Linked DNA regions of Bombyx mori: region 2 is linked to region 1. The links are chromatin contacts, called in public Hi-C maps. All regions are on one chromosome and are shown on one strand. Each heading gives the region's core, a stretch centred on a gene start, on an enhancer-like site or on the middle of the called end of the contact. The rest is flanking DNA. Distances are from core to core; before and after follow the strand shown. Region 1 overlaps DnaJ-19 (translocation protein SEC63 homolog). Region 2 overlaps LOC101742099 (PDZ and LIM domain protein Zasp).

Region 1 (5,636 bases), core at 746-3,245:
GTCATAAAATCTCTTAAAAAAAATTCCTATTTAAAATTGAACAGGAGAAAGAATAACATCTGCGTGCTCCGTGTCGCATACAAATTGACCCGCGAAAACAAGTCCTGAGTTATATCACTCGTTAAAATAAACATTTAAATTCCGCTTACGGTTTTTTTTTTCGTTAATCACACAAGCACGTGATGTAACATATTACTCACCGGTGTTACTTTATATAATCCACGAATATTACTTAAATCTACATTAATCGCATCAGAACAGGATATTTTTAAATTTTAATTTAAATTTTTACCATTTTCGAAATGTGTCTGCGAAAGATTTAAAACAATTTGATATTAGCATGTCTTCTATTCGTATCTTTATTAAGACAAATTAAAAAGATCTATTTTAGATTAAATTTATTTTAGTTTTTATCGTAAATTATGGGATGAGGAAATGTATGCAATAAATTTGTAGATAAAGACAAAAAGTTAATTAAAGTTAGAAATAACTGATAACTTATCTAGTATAAAATTTAATAGTTTTATCTTCAGGAGAATAGAGTTTAGTCGTGTTTAATTTTAAACGTTCAACCTCATGTTGAGGTCTCTATTGCCTCAGGTGCTCATGGAGTGGCCCATTATGCTCACTTGGCTCATTTAGCATTTCATATAAGAGGCAGTACCATCTCTGTACTAGCCACGATTCTTTGAGATTATGCTTTAATGAATTTGTATCTGTTTTAAGTATTTTTTTAAATATTATAGACAGGTGAACGATCTCGCTGTCTTTTAAATGGTTACCCATAGACATTTACAACTTGCCACCACATATTTTGAGACATTTTTATTGCTATTGTAGGCAGACGAAATACGGCCCGTCTGATGGTGAGTGGTTACCGTCGCCGATTGACTTCAGCAATACCAGAAGCAGAGCCAAGCCGCTACCTACCGCAGTTACAGTCTTAATTGTATGTCAGACAGCCGCGGTAATAATAAAAAAAGGTCGAAAATTTTAATATTCAATATTCCCGACATCAGGAACAATGTCGCACTTCCATGAACTCAACACGTCATAACTTGTAACTATGTGCTTAATGCGAGTTTTTTAACTTCTCGATCGCAAGAACAGCGCCCCTAGCGGCAAACCAAGTGAAACTCGCACTATGCAGACTCAAATAATGTGTTACCGCAGATAAAAGACGAAGGGCCGTATACAGCCGAGATTTCAGGCTCGCGTGTATGTAGCCAGGGCCGCACCGACCCTCGGCAACGCCTGTGTGCGAAACCCATGATGTTCCCTCTATTTTTACGAATCTTCATGTGCTAATGTATTTTAAAGTGAAACTTTTATTACATAGACTCAAACTTTTTCGTCTGTGTGTTGCATGTCGCGTGACGGTCGGCCGCGGAGTAGGGATATAGTGAAAGGCGCTCGTCAGAGCAGCCAAGGCCAATATGGCGGCGCCTATAGTTCGCAGCAGCTGACCGTATAGTGTATAGACTATTACTCATTTGAGCCAGTGCTCCACGCTATTTTGTTTATTTTTGTCAGTGTTTAATATAAACGTTGTTTTTTTTTTATGATTGAAGGATTACTGGTGGCCCGGAGGCCTTTCCAGTTTCACCAGGACAGGTAATAAACGTTGTTTGTCAGGGTTAAATGTATACAATGTGAAAAAAGTTTCACTTTTACCGTGGTTTCATAAAATCACACAATCCTTTTTTTATTATTTGTTAATTTTAACTTATTGTTTCGACTGTATTGTATTTATATTGTTTTGAAATCTTTGGAAACCTGTATTTGAAGAAATGCATTTAATGTTTTGTTTTATTTACAAGACATATGTTGCGCTTATTGTACCTACCAACTTAGTTATCGATATTCCACTACAAAGAATTTATTTTTGTGTAACATAAATAATTTCGGCGGCAGCTTCCTTAATGTCTTGGCGCCTGTGTGTACCGCACGCTTCGCACATAGAGGCGGTGCGGCCCTGTATAGAGCCCGCAGTTGACGTATCGCGTGTCGTGATTTTTTTTCCCTACCTATGCTGATAGCCTTGAGAGGCTATTTCAGCTTCACCCTAACGTGTGTAGGTGAGCTCACGGGGCTCAAACCGGGAGTGTTGCTAACACTGACCCTAGTAAGAGCAGTGCTTCGCAGAATCTACCACTGGATCGGAAACGCGACCCGCTGAGAAGAACCGGCGAGAAACTCAGTGGGCTGTGTCTATGGGTTAATTCGCAGGACGGTGACCGATGCTTCTGGTCGTGTCGTGTCGCGTACGTACCGGAGCGCAGACAGCAGGCGAGCGTGTAGAGGCCGGGCCAGCGCGGCGCCGTGAAGCGCAGCTGCAACTCGTGCGTGTCCACCAGCGCAGTCACGTGCGCGGGCGCCGTCAGCAGCGTGTGCGACTTGCGGTCGCAGATGTAGCACCACCAGTACTCCTGCTTCTCCTGGTAGAACACACGCACACACACACAGCTGTATAACTTTTTTTATTTTTTACTAGCTTACTGACCCGGCAGACTTCGTAGTGCCTCAATCGATAAATAAAAGGCCTAAACTTTTGGGGGGAGACATTAAAGGAAAGGTAGATTTATTTTGACAAATAAATCATAAATCTCGTCATTAATATGAAAATAAATTTTCAAAATCCTGGAATCCTGTTTCATTAGGTCGGTTAAATATTTTAGCGATACTTGACTACTGTCATCATGCCTACTTTAAATGGCTCTCCTGTAAAGTTGTAAGAATGTCGTTTAAACCTTCGATAAGAGCAATCAAATTATTTATTTTCATCACACAACTGAAGAATCGTGATGTCTAAAGTATTATAATTATAATAAGTATGTATTAAATAAATTAGCTTAAAGCGAACCCTTCATTTCCAAAGTCTATAAAGTGTCTCAAGTGAACAGTATTAATTTAAAACACTTTCAACTTTCTCTTTTGTGCCTTTAGTGAGAGAATTCTAGTCGAAGCACGTGGCACTACGTCATCACTTCAGCTAAGTTCCATTACGTCATATTTACGAACATGATAAATAATTCGTGACTCACCGATGAGTTAGAGGGAAAAGCCGAATTTTAATAGAACTGTACTACATTGTGCTTAGTGTGAGTTTTTTAATGTTCTCGATAACGTAAAAGTGAATTCAAAGTTTGTATGGAGTTGGAACGTTTGCCGCTAGGGGCGCTGTTCCAACTGCATACAAATTTGAGTTAACTTTTACGATATCGAGAACGTTAAAAAAATCTCACTAAGCACACAGTAAATCTGAGTAACTGTAAAGAACTGCTATATTTATATAATATTTATTTAATGCAACTAACATTTTTTTCTGCGATTAACTAATGTGGGAAACTTGATTGATTTTGATTTTATTTTGCATTTTCACTTCGGCCAATGTACTGTACTATTTATTCGTACTAAGTAAAACGTAGTATAAAGTGTATGTACGAAATGGAATCTGGTCGTACCTGTGACCATAATTAAATTTAAATTATTTAAATAAATTTTATTGTTATTATTTATTTAAATATTTTAATTTTTTTTTATTGCCCTTGTAGGCAGACGAGCTTACGGCCCACCTGATGGTGAGTGATTACCGTCGCCCATGGACTTCAGCAATGCCAGGGGCAGAGCCAAGCCGCTGCCTACCGCTAAAATTAAATTAAATTAAATATATTAGTCACCTGCGGGAAGTACGGACAGTGTACCGGGTGCGAGCTCTTCGATCGTCCCTCGAGTCGTTCCCGTTTCTGCAGTCTCTTCTGGAACTTCTCCCACTGGTCGTCGTCATCTTCATCGCCGCCCGTCGACTTGTCGCGGGACTCGTCCTCTGACGAGCTGTGCGACCCCAGCTCGTCCGAACTACCCACGTCAGAGTCCTCGCCTGTTAATATTTATATATATATATATATAATTTTTTTTTTTTTTTTTTTATTGCTTATATGGATGGACGAGCTCACAGCCCACCTGATGTTAAGTGGTTACTGGAGCCCATAGACATCTACAACGCAAATGCGCCACCCACCTCGAGACATAAGTTCTAAGGTCTCAGTAGTGTTACAACGGCTACCCCATCCTTCGAGCCGAAGCGCATCACTGCTTCACGGCGGAAATAGGCGGGGTGGCGGTACCTACCCGTGCGGACTCCCAAGAGGTCCTACCACCAGTCTATATTACTTATACGGCTACATAGCAGCACAGGTCATGACCACCGCTCAATGTTTGAACTCATACATTGAAATAATAATAATAATAATAATAGCCTTTTTATTCCTAAATATAGGGTTACAAGAGGTTCCTAAGTTAGGTGTGCCTTTTTGCATAGGCCTCCTCCGATTACTTCCAATGGATCCTGTCCCTTGCTACTCTCAGCCAGAATGATCGCGCTGTCTGTTTCAAGTCATCTTCCCATCTCCTGACTTGACGACCCCTACTTCGTTTGCCGTCTCTTGGTTGCCAGATGGTAACTTGCTTGCTCGATTTGTCAATATATTGAAATAGTTCTACCTTAATGTGTAGTTTAACCTTTAACCTTAATCTTCTACACACAATGACAATCCTATTTATTTGGATTGACCAAATGCAATGGCAAATATATTTATACATTTCTTTACACATAACTAATTTATTGGCTCGCTTCTAATTGTTGGTTGATTTAATATATAACGAGATTTCTTTTCTTTATTCCGAAATACAATTTAGGGTGCTTGTTGTGTTTAACAAATTTAACGACGATCCGTTCTGACCTTAATTTTTTTTATTGCTTAGATGTAGGCCTCATTTTATTACACGACATCATTCATACATCGCGGAGACTGGTCGTTTTTTTTTTGGAGAAATTCATTAATCCGAATGTACTGGATATTTTACACATTAGATCACAGGGGTTTTATGGTTTTTTAACATTGTATTTTGATATAATATTTCATACAATATTAGAAAACAAATACGACAAGTGAAACAGACCGTCATCATCCTTTTTCTTTGGTTCCTTAACTTTCTTCTGGCTCTTCTCGTCGGCGGGGGGCGCGGGTGCGGCGGGGGTGGCGGCGGCGGCGGGGGCGGCGGGTTGCGCCTGCTGTTTAGCCTGCTGTTTGCTCGCGACCGCCTTCTTAGCCTTTTTCGGTGCTTGTTTCTTAGCCTGTTTCATCCACACCGGCCTCTTGAAAGTTTCCTTCTTCTCGGTTTTACCGTTCTCCCCTTTTTCTGCGTTTTCACCTGCCCCTTCTTCTTCTTCCCTATAAATTTAGTTTATTATTTGCAAATACGATTTTATGGCTCGTTCGTGACTTACTTGTACACTAAAGCTGTACGCTAAAAATTATAGATCTATTGTTTTATACTAAAAGTTTTAGGCCTTATTTATAACTGCTAAAGGTAATTATTGACGAATGATAGATTCAATGACGATACTGCCACTGAATTTTCCAAGTTTTTTTTTAATTGTCCTTATAGGCAGACGAGCCGACAGCCCACCTAATGGTGAGTGGTGAATATAAGTGAGATAAAATATAAGTAAAGCCAAGTTTCATTTAGTTTTCTAACTCAGAATCCAGTACAACTGACCTGACCTATATATGTACATTTAAAATAGCAAACAATTTTGACTTTGAACATAATATGATAAGAAGTACGTCATG
Region 2 (6,199 bases), core at 566-3,065, 45 kb before region 1:
ATTGAATCTTAAAGCCTTTTTGATTAGCTAGACAATTTAAAATAAGGGTAGTGCTTACGGTGGCACGGTTACAGGGTCCAAGTTCGGCGCTGGTGGATTCTGACGTGCGACCAGCTTGGCGTGGATGTCGCAGTACAGTTTACCGTTTATGTTGTAATAGCCCTGATTCTTCAAAGAGCTCCCGCAAGTCGAACACTTGAAGCATTCCACGTGAAGATTCTTGTCCTTGATGCGCACAAACACTCCCCTGCGTAAAACCATTCAATAAGTCCCACTTCAAAGATAACTGTTGAATTCATACAAAACTAGTGCGAGTAAATGGCGACCATGTATACGAATAATTTTTGTGAATGTAAAAATCCATTTTCGCATGACGAAGATTGATGAAAATATATTTTTATAATATTATATAAATATAAACCTGACTAAGTACATAGTATAAGTATACATTTTGATAATATTATCAGTTGTATTTACATTAAGGATTGCCAACTGTTTATTTCTAACGCATTAAAGAAAAATATACTAGTTTCAATAACATATATACAACGTATTATTAAATTTTATTTACACTATAAGTAGTACTGGACTAACTGCATAGTTGAAGGCCGTGGAAGACGTGACCAAATAAGACATAGACGTCTGGTTTCTATAAATAACATGTATTGAATATATTCCTAGCAGCGCTGTGATGTTGATGATTCTATCTTTATACATTTGAAGCCTTCGATGAAAGAACGCTCACAAAGTTACGAGCCGAATCCGTCATTTCGGTTTTCCCGCGCATTTATTTAATTGTCATCATCATCGTTATTAATCTAAGTAATCATCCAATCAGAATACTTTGACACACGTCTTCACTGTCAAGCTTGAATATTATTTAACGATTTGATTTGAAAATAAACGAATTTAAGTTGCACATACATTTTAAAAGGAAAAATATATTGATAGCTGAATAATTATTGCACACGTTTTAATTCTATAATAATAATAACCAAAACAAGTTTTAATAAATAAATAAAACTTAAAAGGAAACGTCGTTTATATCCTTATAAACTATATCATTGTTGGCAACCCTGTACAATGTAAGTAAGGAATTCAAACTACTATTTATAACATTCGAATATCTATTTGATGCACTATTGATACTGTCAACAAACATGCTTATCTTACTGATCGTGCTAAAATGGATCAAGCAACGTAACAGATGTGCTTTTTAAATATAATAAATGGTGAATCGTGACATGCTCAATGAGTGTTTTGTTCGATAAAATAAATGATATTCTTATAGTATTCTACACATTAACTAATAGTGAAAGTAAATAGTGGAAGATGATTATGAAGAGTAATGAAAATTCAGCACCAATATCGCGAATTTAATCAATGTGTAAAAATAATTAAATTACGCTCGCTAGGCCGAGCTCACATCGCCATACTCGTACCGAATTGAATAGATTGAGGGTCCTCTCCGAGCAGAAATGAAAACTCAGAGAGGGGATCCGCAACGTGAGGAAATATCTCATTACTTTGATTAATCTACTTCTCAATTATTACAACTAGTGCAACAGGTCGACACGGTAGCAAACACGGCAGGCATTTCGGGAGACGCCGCTTACACAATGTATCGATTACAATCGGAGCAATATGGCGTGTCGTTGAGGATGGGCAGCGAGCCGGTGGCGGGGCGCGGGGCAGGCGGAGGAGCCAACGCCACTCGCCCGTCCGGCAGCGCTTCCAGCACACCTTCCGGCAGTACCACCTTGGGGGGCGCATGTTGCTCCGTCGCCGTCTGCGTGCCCGTGCTGGCGCGGTCCGGCGCCGGAGTCACCATGACACGCGGCGTCCGGGACCGGGAGCGGTGCGAGCGCGCCAGGCTGCCGGGCGACCCAGCGCGCGCCACGCTCGCCCGCGAATAAAAGTGAGAAGGCTCTGCCGGCCCGCAACATACTGTTATTTCAAATGTACTCGCCGTCGTCGATCGCGCCTTACTAAGAAACGTCGCGGTCAATATGAATTTGATGAAAAATGCGTGAGGGGGGGGGGGTGAGGAAACGCGGGTTTTTGCTCGAACGCGCCGGAGTGCCTCGGTCGCGACGTTGCCACCGTGTCGGTCCGCGCTCGTCGTCCGACTTACGTAATTAATCGTTCGCACTCCTCGCAAATGTTCTGTCCGGGAGGCAGGCCGCCCGTGTTGTTGACGGGCGCGTCGGGTCGCGTGACGGGCGCCTGCACGTGCCGGAGTCCGCTCACCGGGGGCACTGAGCCGGTGGTCGGAGTCGACACTTCTATGTATTTATATGCCAATTACAGATAAAAGAACGATATGAACATTCCATACATCATTATTTTTTTATTGCCCTTGTAGGCAGACGAGCATACAGCCCACCTTATAATGAGTGGTTATCGTCGCTCATGGACGTCAGCAATGACAAGGGCAGAACCAAGCCGCTGTCCACCGTTATTCAATTTATTAAATAGTTATTGTACGAAACCGTACTACACGTTATGGAATTGTTATCAGATAAAAGTTTATCAACCAATCAATAATTAAATAAGTATATAAGATTTTAAATTGAGGTTCCTAATTGTATGTTCTGTAATAATTTCTGATATTATTATGGCACCAAAAAAATCTGTGTTTTAAAACTACCGATTTATTACAGTTGTTACTACGTTGCACGACAACTTCACGTCGTGGCGTGACAGTCACAATTATTGTTATCGATACTAAGATACTTAGTAAAAATATTATTATTGACGTAAACCATCAAATATTCATAATTATGTTGATATGTGAAATGTAAAGGGCAGGATAAATATGAAATGATGTAATCAATAGTTTGGGAAGCGTTCGCTCCGTTATTGATACGACACGAAAAGAAATTATACCTGGTTCAGGGTCGTTTTGCTCCTCCTGAAGTACTTTGAAAACAGCGCTTTTTTCAGCATCGTACGTCTTCTCATTCTTCTTGAAATTAACTCTGCGAAAATCAATGTCTATCATTAAACACAAGCAAATCTAGTTGCGTGTGTCAACCGTAGTTTTTAATTCGTGTTAACCTGATTTCTTTTTATGGCTTAGATGGGTGGACGAGCTCACAGCCCACCTGGTGTTAAGTGGTTACAACGTAAATGCGCCACCCACCTTGAGATATAGTTCTAAGGTCTAAGTATAGTTACAACGGTTACCCCACTCTTCAAACCAAACGCATTGCTGCTTCACGGTAGAAATAAATGGGGCGATGGTACCTACCCGTGCGGACTCATAAGAGGTCCTGCCATACGCTATAGTACATTACAGTGCTAGGGAATCGTCTCTAAATCTGAAACTGGGATAATGAACCTACTATAGTATTTTGATATGACTACTACATACTACAATACATTTAAACAGAAAATGTCAAAATTGCTAAATGAATATATTTGAACATCAATGGTAACATTTTCTTTAACAAAATGAACAATTTGAAAGGGAGCAAGAACTCTTGTCAAAGATCAAATTTATTTGTAATTTTCTACTCTAGTTATGTTTTTTTGTATTAATGTATGGATGCTATAAAAACCTCTGAATGAAGTTGTCTCAACGGTCTTATTAAGTAATCATCATCTTTCTAAATAAATCATTTCTTCTTTCCGTTGGGGATACAGAACTTGCTAAAGTAATACATACTATAGATATAATGTAATACATCACATTATGCACTACAAAATCATTAGGCATCCTTCTAGGCTAGTGTAGTAATAAATTAAGAAACATAAAGCATGTCATATACATACTAAACATGTTAGTTGAATTAGTTACGCCATTAAAATCTTAATTATTTCGTATTTATCAAAAATAATTTATAAATTAAACAATACAATCACGTTAATCTATTCAAATCATATCATAACTATGAAGAGATTCATTCATGCCTGCACATGTTAAAAATAATACAATCATGAAATAATCTTAGGTATCATTACGGTCTTAATGTTGTTAATTTATAAAACTACGTGGTTAGCGTACGAATCTTTTTTACAATTATGACCATTTTATTAATAAATGAAATGTCTGTTGTATTCAAAAAGACAAAGAATTACTTCCTAATTAACGAGGACGTAGAAATCTTCCATTATTTCGGAATAAAGCGTCGCCTAAACAAGTCGTCTACTTGTCAAGTCCATCCTATACTAATTTCAGTTCCATGTAGATTGCTGACTTATTTTATTTTACACTTACATAAAAATATAATATGACCTATTGGGCCAGGGTAATAGTCTTTGACAGGTGTCGAATTATTTCAGACAAACGAATAAACATGGGTACAGATAAAACTTATTTAAGGGTTATTTTGGTTTTAGTAAGATAATAAAATTATAGTTTATGTGATTTAAAAACTCTGGTTTTGTTTATTTTTATGTACAGTGTATTAGTTAGTACATACATATATGAAGTAATGATGTCGTGAAAAAGAAGAAAGAAAGAAGGAAACATATACAAATAAAATAAAAGTATCGGTTTGTTGCATAAATTTGTGACCTGTTCGCAACTTACCCGAGTACTCCACCAGCCAGTACTTCGGTTTGGGCCGACAGGGTCTCCGCAATTGTCTTGTCGCTGTATATATTGACAGGAGTGTTGTATTGTTTGTTCACGACACTCTTGACGGTGTCGTTACCGTTCATCTGACAATACAGAAAAGATAGATTATTAAGGTATTAGACTTTTAACTTTTTTTTGACATACTTATTTGAGGGTAGGTTGCCGCTGCCTATAAAAGGTAGTACGGAAAAGGTTCGGGGCGGTCAAGCCCACTGAGTTTCTCGCCGGATCTTCTCAGTGGGTCGCGTTTCCGATCCGGTGGTAGATTCTGCGAAGCACTGCTCTCGCTAAGGCCAGTGTTAGCAACACTTCTGATTTGAGCTCCGTAAGCTCACCTAAACGTCAAGGAGAAGCTGAAATAGCCTCTCAAGGCTATAAGCATAAGTAAGGAAAAAAAAAGTTCGACTCGATTACATTTTGTGACGCGATAGTGTACGGAAGCTCTATCGGTTTGGCTCGGTGTGAATTATAAGTCCGTTCCATTTTACTGTATGATTGGTTCCTTGAGTTTTACTTTAATTGTTATAAAGTCGTACTTAGAGCATAAGATCTGGTTAAAGATTGTTACTTAAGATCGCCTTTGAGGTAGCTGTTATTTTTTTAACAATATTTCACTTCTGGACCATAAAATTAGATTTTCGTTCATTTGATGTAAAACAATAAATCTGTCCCAAAGCAAATTTATTGAATTTCATAGAAACGATTACCTTATTTTCAATGAGTAACTTTGTTGTCTATTAGTTTCGATAAATCCCATATGCGGTAATAAGTATTACGAGAACTTACATAACCGAAAGGCTTAGCGACATTGTTGTGCCCGGAGCCGAAATTGCGCGACGGTTGTGGGTTCGCCTTCAAGGATGTGTTCGTCACCGGAGTCGGAGTACCTCCCAGAGGACGAGAGCCGGGTCTCGGCAAGCTGCCGGTCGGGGTCACTGATGGACGCCATGTACCTCCCCCGCTGACAACGATAAAAATAAATTTCACATCAACGCATTGTACTAGCAAAATGTAGAGTCACGAAACTAATTTTGTTAAAAGAAAAACGGCTTCAAGATTTATCATTTTCATTTAAAAAAAAAATTAACTGTAATGTTGCTTAGTGCTCAAACTGTTGTTCAAACGCTTTGTACCGCATTTGATATCTGATTTATTGGTTGTAATTACAATGTATTCTGAGAACGTTTTCAGATCAAGAATCTTAATAAATTTAGAAGTAGGATATGGTTTTATACCAATTTCTTTAGAAATATTATAAGGGGTCATATTTAATAACCTCGCTAAAACAAATTTCTTTTTAACAATGCACACCACACACAATAAATTAAAAATGCGGGTATTTGCTATCTCAACCATTCTTTTTAAAATAAATCTGACTATATGCGATACAAAAATAAACATTATAATGAATTCTTTAAATGGTTCTTTATTTAGACATAATATTATCTACACATTTGATTTTTAACTTATCAACTGTTTTAAAATAAATTGCATCTGTTTGTGCATCAGAACCAATGGACGCCACGACGCGTCCACCTTCAGATACGAGATCGAGGTAACAATTTCATTGGAATAACAGCTATTCAATGGTATAATATGTAAGACGTGATTGCT

What was found. A called contact is a pair of places that touch in the nucleus more often than the background predicts.
Region 2: a contact with region 1 is called in a Hi-C map of posterior silk gland, with 2.5 times the contacts expected there. The contact joins two enhancer-like sites. A contact is called at or near these places in 4 of 7 Hi-C or Micro-C datasets (middle silk gland, posterior silk gland, an unstated tissue and 1 more).

The regions. Positions count from the first base shown.
Region 1 is chr22:10,807,925-10,813,560 of ASM3026992v2, reverse strand. DnaJ-19 (translocation protein SEC63 homolog) reads right to left here. Exons shown (of 12, transcript NM_001281897.1): 8 at 4,963-5,234; 9 at 3,681-3,880; 10 at 2,273-2,438. All of the region lies in intron 2 of LOC134200994, which reads left to right. Among protein-coding and RNA genes, the nearest start is that of DnaJ-19, 7.8 kb to the right of the region's middle. Within about 2 kb of position 1,995, at least 3 of the 8 cell types and tissues checked have open chromatin away from gene starts, as enhancers often do.
Region 2 is chr22:10,852,412-10,858,610 of ASM3026992v2, reverse strand. It overlaps LOC101742099 (PDZ and LIM domain protein Zasp), which reads right to left. Exons shown (of 16, transcript XM_062674985.1): 4 at 5,372-5,546; 5 at 4,538-4,668; 6 at 2,890-2,981; 7 at 2,135-2,285; 8 at 59-247. Among protein-coding and RNA genes, the nearest start is that of LOC134200994, 23 kb to the right of the region's middle. Within about 2 kb of position 1,815, at least 5 of the 8 cell types and tissues checked have open chromatin away from gene starts, as enhancers often do.